Linked DNA regions of Anas platyrhynchos: regions 1 and 2 are each linked to region 3. The links are chromatin contacts, called in public Hi-C maps. All regions are on one chromosome and are shown on one strand. The core of a region is the stretch at or near the end of the contact, and the rest is flanking DNA. Distances in the headings are between cores, read along the strand shown. Region 1 holds the start of PIK3CG (phosphatidylinositol-4,5-bisphosphate 3-kinase catalytic subunit gamma). Region 2 holds the start of CCDC71L (coiled-coil domain containing 71 like). Region 3 holds the start of HBP1 (HMG-box transcription factor 1).

The links. A called contact is a pair of places that touch in the nucleus more often than the background predicts.
Region 1: a Hi-C map of subcutaneous adipose tissue shows a contact between it and region 3, with 4 times the contacts expected there. The contact joins the promoter of PIK3CG here to the promoter of HBP1 in region 3. A contact is called at or near these places in 5 of 8 Hi-C or Micro-C datasets (F5 follicle, liver, skeletal muscle and 1 more).
Region 2: a contact with region 3 is called in a Hi-C map of subcutaneous adipose tissue, with 2.8 times the contacts expected there. The contact joins the promoter of CCDC71L here to the promoter of HBP1 in region 3. A contact is called at or near these places in 2 of 8 Hi-C or Micro-C datasets (skeletal muscle and subcutaneous adipose tissue).

The regions. Positions count from the first base shown.
Region 1 is chr1:14,765,829-14,768,528 of IASCAAS_PekinDuck_T2T, forward strand. PIK3CG (phosphatidylinositol-4,5-bisphosphate 3-kinase catalytic subunit gamma) reads left to right here and starts at 1,304. Exons shown (of 11, transcript XM_072032638.1): 1 at 1,304-1,690.
Region 2 is chr1:14,741,523-14,744,228 of IASCAAS_PekinDuck_T2T, forward strand. CCDC71L (coiled-coil domain containing 71 like) reads right to left here and starts at 1,382. Exons shown (of 1, transcript XM_027459190.3): 1 at 1-1,382. The coding sequence starts at 1,207. The coding sequence ends at 350.
Region 3 is chr1:14,915,668-14,918,447 of IASCAAS_PekinDuck_T2T, forward strand. It overlaps HBP1 (HMG-box transcription factor 1), which reads left to right and starts at 1,515. Exons shown (of 11, transcript XM_027459130.3): 1 at 1,515-1,669. The coding sequence starts at 1,655.

The DNA.
Region 1 (2,700 bases), core at 54-2,553, 150 kb before region 3:
AAAAAAATAATAATAATTGATTAAGCTACTGAATCCTGAAATGACAAAGATTTTCAGTTTTTCTGTAACACCTTACAAAATATTTTACCTCCTTTTCTCAAATAGTGTCTAGAAAATAATTTATTCTTTCATTGCAAATAGTATTATGTTGATTTATAGCTATTTAAAAATATTTTATACAATTCTGGCTGAAGTGACACATGAAACATGTCATTTGCTCAGGCTGTAAATTATTCCCTCTGTATTTGCCTTTTGACAAATGAAGGTCTTTTTTATTCATCTGCTCAAATCTCCATATGTTTGTGCATCCCCAAATAAAGTCCATGGATTTTAACAGGATTAGTAGCCAAACTGGCTGTATTTCTGTTCCTGCAGTGATCCATCTGGGGACCCAGCCAACAACAACAAAAAAGAGGCTTCCTATTTGATAAGGTTTTCTAATCTATTTTAAAGCATTCAGTAATACACGTGCTGTGCAAAGCTGAACTTCTCTGACCAATATTACCAACTGTATCAGACAAAAACAAGCACAAAGTCAGTGAATCTTCACCACGTTTCCCCTGTGCTGCAGGCACATCATGTGAAGGTTGTTAAAGGCTTTCATTTTGCTTCCACCTTTGTAAAAAGGGAACTTGAAGCCGTACATAGTTACACTTTCATTTAGCCACTGCTCAGTGTAACACATTAATTTTGAAACTCCGTGTTTATACTATCGTTTCTGAATTACTTTCTGCTTCAGGCTGGTATTACAACTCTTAGCATTGTCATGCAGATGATTTTTTAAGTCAAAAGAACTCCACTGTTATAATGACAATTATCCAAACTTTTACAATAGCATCTGTATGAGGAATACACAGGAACACACCAGTTACTCTCTTCTGATATTTTTCGCTCTATGGAGGTTAACACAGAGCACATAGAGCATTCAGATTCCCTTTTATAGTCTGTGTGGAAACCTATGATCTTGTCAAGCACTCCCTGAAGACGTCACCTTCTGTCAGCACGTCGTTCAGGGCAAGCATGTGGGCTCCTTGCCACACGGGGGTTCACCTCTGAATCTCATTGCAAGATCAAGGTCAGAAAAGGTCTGGGTACAATCACTGAGATAACTTTGTTACCCGTTTCAAAACAGAGGTGAGGAGATACAAATACTCAGCTCCTTCCAGAGCGGAGCAGGCAGCAGCCCAGGGAGTGAATGGGTTGTAGCGGGGTGCTGTTTGTTTGGGTTGGAAGCAGAGGGTTTGTTATGCCTGTGCTACAATTTGAGTCTTGGCTCTGGAAGGCGGATGAATTAATGCTCCTGCTGCGGGCAGCCTTGGCAGGGCCGTAGCGGGAGGACTGCGGTGTCCAGCTCAGAGCAGCGCCTTCCAAAACCCATGCGGCCCCTTTGGCAGGAGCCCAGGGGCAGGCTACGGGAATCACCAGGGGGCTGAGGAACACGACCAAAAGGCAGAGAGGCAGGGCTGCGGGGCCTGGAGATGCCAGGCCAGCAGGACAGCAAGAATCCAGCGCCTTCAAACCAAAAGTAGATGGAAGAAAAAAAATAGGGTTAGGAGAAGTAAGAGGCTAATCCTGCACAAGTAGACATCTCATCAGCCAGCATGAAAGCCCTTCCAGAGGAGAAGGCCACGGAGCCCTGGAGCAGCCCACCATCAGCAGGGCTGTTCGGGGACAGCCCGGGCAGGTCCCGGTAAGGACCAAGCTGGTCCTCGGCTCGCTGGGACGGGACGGGACGGGACGGGACGGGACGGGGACCCCGCAGCGCCCGGGGCTGAAGCTGAGGCTGAAGCTGAGGAGGCCGGGGCCGGGCCGAGCGGGGCGGGGAGGCCCCAGCGCCGGTTCCCTCTCCGTGTGATTGGCGGCGGCTGCGGAGCTGCCTCCCGCCGGCCATGGAGCCTCCCGCCCGGCCCCCGGCCCGCTCCGCTCCCCGCTGAGACCGAGGCACCTGCGCGGAGCCGGGCCGCGGCCCCGCCGCTGCGGTGAGTAGCTGCGGCCCGGGGGGCGCCGCTGGACCCTACCCCGGGCCGGCCCAAGCCCTGCCCTGCCGAGCCTCGCAGGGCACCGGCGGGGGCTCGGTGCTCCGCGGCCCGGCCCTGCCCGGCCCCTGGAGGTGGCAGCGCTGGGGTTTGGAGGCGCCCCCCCCTTCCCCGGGGCGCACGGCGGTGGCCGCCATCTCAGGGCGGGGGACGCGCTCCGCACGGGGCTGGGGGGAAGGCTGGAGGCAGGGGGTGCTGCAAGCGGCTGGAGCAGGCTGTGCCCGCCGGGATTCGGATCCTGAGTCAGCTCTGCTGCTCCTCAGGAAATATCCGTATTGCCTCGTCTCGCAAGTTAGGGTTTCTCGTGCCCGCCTGGCTCGTGTAGACCGTACAATCTGCCCTGACCCCCCCAAAAATGGCTGCAGGCGTCGCTTAGGGCGTTGTGGAGTTGGATTTCAGTGTAAAAAATATCGGTAAAGATCGGTATTTGGGAAAAGGAGCGCAACTTTAAAGGATAGGCTGTATCCTAACAGTCACTGCAGGAGCCATAGCTGCGCTCTGTGTGTTTCCAGGCTCTGTGAAGCGCTGCTCTAAAGGTAGATCACCTGTCACGTACACAGCCAGAACTCTGCCAAACGCCCTGCCCAAAATTTTTGGAACCAGCTGGAAGGTTTTGTTTGATTTGGGGTATCTATCCCAAAGAGACACCTTTAGAAGAAACCAA
Region 2 (2,706 bases), core at 132-2,631, 170 kb before region 3:
GCTTTATTATACAAGCATGAAAGAAAAGTTCCTTTGGAAAATAACTTCTTGGGTGGACTTCTGGACCAGTGAGGTAGCCCGAAGGGGGAGAAGTGGAAGCGGAACTTGGTCCCCACGCGCGGAGCCTGCAAGAGGCCGGAGCCCCGCAGGCTGCCCCCGGTACCGGGGGGGGGGGGGGGGGGGGGAAGAGGAAAGGGGGTCGTGGTGGGGGTCCCGGCGCCCCGTCCCGAGTCCGAGCGAGCCGTAAAGTGCAGCAGAAGGACATGATCCAGACGAAAGCAATGTAAACAGGTGACTGATATCGGTCTCTTTGTCCGCGGCGGGGCAGAGCCGGGCGGCGGCCGCGGCCTCACGACGGCGCCACGGGCAGGCGGCGCACCCGCACCACGGGGGCCAGGTCCACGCCGAGGATCCGCTGCGCCCGCCGCAGCGCCGCCGCCAGGCTCCGCCGGCTCCACACGCTGCCCCGCACCCGGATGGTGGGGAAGGAGGTGAGGCGGGGGGTGGCCGCCTGCCAGATCTCCTCCAGCGACCGGCCGCCGAACGGCTCCCAAGCCGGCCCCTGCGCCGGGGCGCCCCGCTCGCTGTCCTCCTCCTCCTCCTCCTCCTTCTCCTCCTTCTCGCCCGGCACCGCCGCCGCTTGGCGCTGCCACCCCCGTCCCCTCCTGCGTCGCCGCCGCCTCCGCCGCCGCTTGGCGCTGCCCCCCGCGGCCACGGCCCGGCGCTTGGCGGCGGCGGCTGCCGGGAGGCGCCGCTTGCCGGGGCGGCGGCGGGGCCGCTCGGAGGAGGGCGGCGGCGGGTCGGGGACGACGGCGCGGCAGGAGGCGTAGCCGTAGACGTCCTTGCTGCGGAGGATGACCGGGGAGAACTCGTGCTTGAGGCTGCAGAGGAAGTTCCAGAGCTCCGAGTCGGAGCTCATGAACTCGGTGGACTTGGGCATGAAGAGCTTCAGGGCGTCGCTCAGCGCCTTGGTGCCGGCGAAGGAGACCTGCGACCGCGAGTACACAACTTTCTCCGCCTCCCCTTGCAGCCCCCAAGCGGCCGCCGCCGCTCCGCCACCATCGGCTGCTGCCGCCGCTGCCGCTGCTGCCCCCGCCGCCGCCTCCACCGCCACCTCCTCCCGGGCCCCCTCCGCGGCGCTCCCCGCTTCGTGGTTCATCCTCCCGGCTCCTCTCTCCAGCGCCGCCTGCTTCCGACTGCGGGTCATGGAGGCGGAGGGGCGAGGAAAAAAAAAAAAAAAAGAGGGGGGGGGGAGCGCGAAGGAGGCGCGGGGAGGCGAAGAGAGGACGGGCGCCGCTCCGCCAGCCGGGCGCCCGCCGCTCCTCCGCCACCGCCCGCCCGCCGGCTGGGAGCGCCGATCGATCGCGGCCGCCCGGCACAAAATGGCGCTTTAAAGTCCCAGGCGGGGACTGCGCCGCGGCCCGCCCTCCCTCCGCGCCCGGCGGTTGGCCCGTTTGAAACGCGTGGCGGCGGCCCCAAACACCGCCCTCAGCCCGCTGCGAGCGGCCCTCGGGGGGCTCCGGGTGCTCCTCGATGAGGGGAGCGAGGTGGAGACCCCTCGGAGTGCTGAGGGGGGCTTCGTCCCCGAGGGCAGGACTCGCCCCCGCGGTGGTGGAGGGCTCCCGGGGCAGGGCGTGCCCTGAGGGGCAGCGCCGGGGCGCGGGCGGGTCCCTCATGTCGCCATGTGCTGCCATGTGCCCGGCTGGCGGCATCTTGCTTGCCTCAGGGGACAGCTCCCGGCAGCTTGGTGCTCGGAGGTTGTGTCACCCTGGTCGCCATCGGCCAGCGGTGGTGGCGGGGTCTGGCGGGCCTCACACGACCTCCATGCCGTAAGGGCGAGGCGCTGCACACAAGGGGTAGAGGCTTCGAAGGGTGGGCTTGCCCCAGAGCTTGAGCAAAGGCTGAGTCAAACAACAGCGTGGAATAGAATCCCATAGTTGAGTTGAAAAGGCCCTACGATGATCACCAAGTCCACCTGCATGACCACTTCTGGGCTAAACAATAAATAAAGTAACTAAAGTTTCTAAAGTAACTAAACCAAATAAAGTGTATTGTTGGGGGCATTATCCAGCCGCCTTTTGGGCAATGACAGGCACAGGACATCAACCACCTCTTCAGGATGCCTGTTGCACTCTACAACCACACTTAAAGAACATCTTCCCAACATCCAGCCTGACCCAAAATGGGTGACCAGGCATGATACGATGAAGTCCGCCATGCAATGTTTGAGTACAACCATCCTGATCCTGCAGAAGGGCTTTTTAACGTCAACACATTGGTCAGTAACTCAACAACAGCATCAAGACATTGAAATGTTCACAGCGTCATTGGGATTGGCTTCATATCCCAGCAAAGCAGTCCTGTAAGGAAGTCCCAAACAAATTAGTCTTTGCATTAGTTGAGCCCTTTATGAGCATCATCAGCTCAATGAGTACACACTGCCTTCTTGTCCTGCATGACACTGCCATGCTTGCAGCTTTATAGGACAACTTCGTCAGCTGCCATAAGTCCCCTTGTCCCTCTAGACCACGCTTTCCGATAATTCGGAGATTGCTGTCACAGGAAGAGTATCTTCTCAGGTTCTTGGATTGTTTCAGTTAAATCAAAGCTTTCCAGCACCCAGAACAGCAAAGTGTCAGCAAGACCTGAGATGGTTTAACCTTCCCTACAAACCCTACTTGGGGTTTGATTAGACTCCTAACTAAT
Region 3 (2,780 bases), core at 265-2,764:
AGTGGCTGTACCACAATCTTAGTAGCCTCTTGGCAGAGTGGAGACATCTGTGTATACAGGTCTTCTGCCAAACCTCAATCTGGAAATGCAGGGTCCACGGTAAATTTTATGTGAAATAAAAAAAGCAGCAGCTTGGGCCTCTCCCCAAACAGCCTAAAGGTTGTTTAGACATATATAGGAGATCAAAAGGGAAGGGGAGGAAGGAAAACAGCTTTAAAGTTAATTTTATTGAAGAGTGGTGTAAAGATGATTCCTGATTTACCACTTTTCAGTTTATTAAAACATATTTTAGAGAGAGGATGCTGTATAAGTTCTCTTATATAAAGATCTACCAGTTACTTAGGAAGAGCCTTAATTCTAGATACAGGGAAAACCTGAGCTTGTGGGATGTCGAGTTGGACAGTCGGTATTATAAAAAGCAGTCTAGTTTCTTCATAGCTGAGACTCAGCATTAATTTTCAGCTTTTTCCAGAGGCATGTGTTCAAATCGCGATGTTTTCAAGTAGGGAAAATGATCAGTAAAGAGCTGTTTTGTTGGGTAATGGAGCACCAAAGCTTTTTTTTTGGTTAAATTCCCTCGGAGTGATTTCTGATTTCAAACTATTGCCTCCTGGAGAAACCAAATCTCAGAGAGTCCAGACACTGCACGCTGTGTGTGCTTTGGTACTGGATGTAATTCCAGCGTGTGATTTTGTGATTGTTTTTATTTTTCACCCCGTTGCATAACCCCCCTGGACGTTTGGTAACGGCACCAACAGCCTCCCCCTGGCGGCCGCCGCCAGCACACCCCACCCCACGGGGCTCTATAGGTAAGCCTGAGTCATTATTTACATGGGAATAGCTCATTTATTTTTGTATTTATTTATTTTTGCTTGCTTGACCAACTAAACGCCAGGACTGCTGTAGAGCCTACATTAAACTGCGACAACGGCTCCAGTGCGTGATTTAAAGCACTTTTATGTGACCGGGGTGGCGTTGAGATCAGCGCACTGAGTTAATTTTCTGGGGAAATCCCGAATTTACGAAATTTTGGCCATCTCCACGGGTTGTGCTAAATATGATAATTTATTTCCGAGCTGCGCACGGACGTGTCACGCCGGGCCGCAGGAGGCCATCGCCAGCCCGTTTGGTGTGTTAACCGAGCGGGCTGTGCGGTGTTGGTGATGCCGCTGTAGGCGCGGGGGAGCTGTGGGGAGCTGTGAGGCGCTGAGGCAGCGGGGGGCGGCGGGGCCGGCCGCCATCTCGGGGCCGGGCGCGGTACACGTGTCCCTCAGCGCCTTGTTTACTATCGGCCGGGCGCCGCGCGGGGCACGCTGGGGGCTGTCGTTCTTCACCTGCACAACTTGGCTGGCGGCTGCCGCGGCCGAGACTACAGCTCCCAGAATGCCTCGTAGCGAGCCGAGGATGGGATTAGCCAATCGCGGCGCTGTCTGCGCGTGATTGACGCGCGGCGCGGTGCAATCAGCTGTGCAGGATAGTCAAAACATGTCCGCCCTCCGGGCGGGTTTCTGATGGGCAGGCCGCTCAGCCAATAGGAACCGGGGACACGTTGAGCAACGCCGCCTCCAACCAATCAACGACCGAGCCTGGTCAGCACGGGGCGGGACTGCGCGGCGAGGACTCGGCGGGGGGGGAAGCTGAGGGGAATTCGGTAATGGCGACGGGTCTGGTAAGTGCCGCCAACTGCGGGGCTGCGGCTGCGGGCGGCCGGCGGGGCTCGGAGGGGGGCGGCCGGGGCTTGGCGGGCTGCGGGGGGGTGGCGGCGGCCGTGGGCGGCGCTGAGGAGCCTGCGGAGCCCTCATCGAGGCAGCCGCGGGCGGGTGGCCCGCTGTTGTTTACCCCGCTCCGTACCCCGGCCGCCCGGCGGCGTCGGGACGGTTCGGCGGCGCCGGGCTGAGCCCCGAGCGGCGCCTCCAGAGCGCCGGCTGCCCCTCAGGGCGGTCCAGCGGCAGCGCCAGGCTGGAAAATGCCCTCGAAGCCCCTTCCCCGGCCCCTTTTCCCCTTCCTCAGGGGCCGGCGGCTCGGCACGGGCTGACGGAGGGAGCGCGGGCGGCTCCTCGGCAGGGGGGAGGCGGCTGCGGGGGGAGAGGAGCGGAGGGGAGAGGGGGAAAAAGGGGGGAGAGGGGAGAAAGGAGGGGGGGGGCTGCCCCCCCCGGGCTGTTACGCAGTTGTGAATGAATGGGGCCTTGCGCGCATGCGCGCTGCCGGCGGGGAGTTTATAAACAAGGGCAGCGGCCAGGCGGGGTCACGTGGTGTGTGCTTGGGGGGGTGCGGGGAGGCTCGGCTGGGCTCGGCAAAGTTCGGAAGGGATCGGAAAGGTTCGGCCGGGCTCGGCTCGGCAACGCTCAGCGGAGGTCGGAAGGGCTCGGCTGGGCTCGGGAATGCTCGGCAAGGTTCGGCTGGGCTCGGCTCGGTGTCGCTCGGGAAAGTCCGGCCGGACTCGGCTCTCCTCACGAAGCCGTCCCGCCCAGCCCCCCCCCCCCCCGGCTCCCCTTTTAACGGGAATTATTTTACCCTTGGCCCTTCCGAAATGGAAGTAGCTCCCCGTAGCCAATAGGATCTTTCTTAATATTCCCGTATTTTCTTCCTAACGTCAGGAAGGGACTCGTTTTACAGCGCGGGTGCCCGTTATCGAACCCGTTGGGCTGTGAGGGAAGGTTGCCGCCAGCGGTCTCAGCGCTGCCTGGCGCCCCCACCCAGCACATTTCACAACAGCCTCGCGAAAACTGAACCAAAAAAAGGCCGTGCGAGCTAATCCATGACCGTTCCCTTGACGTTTC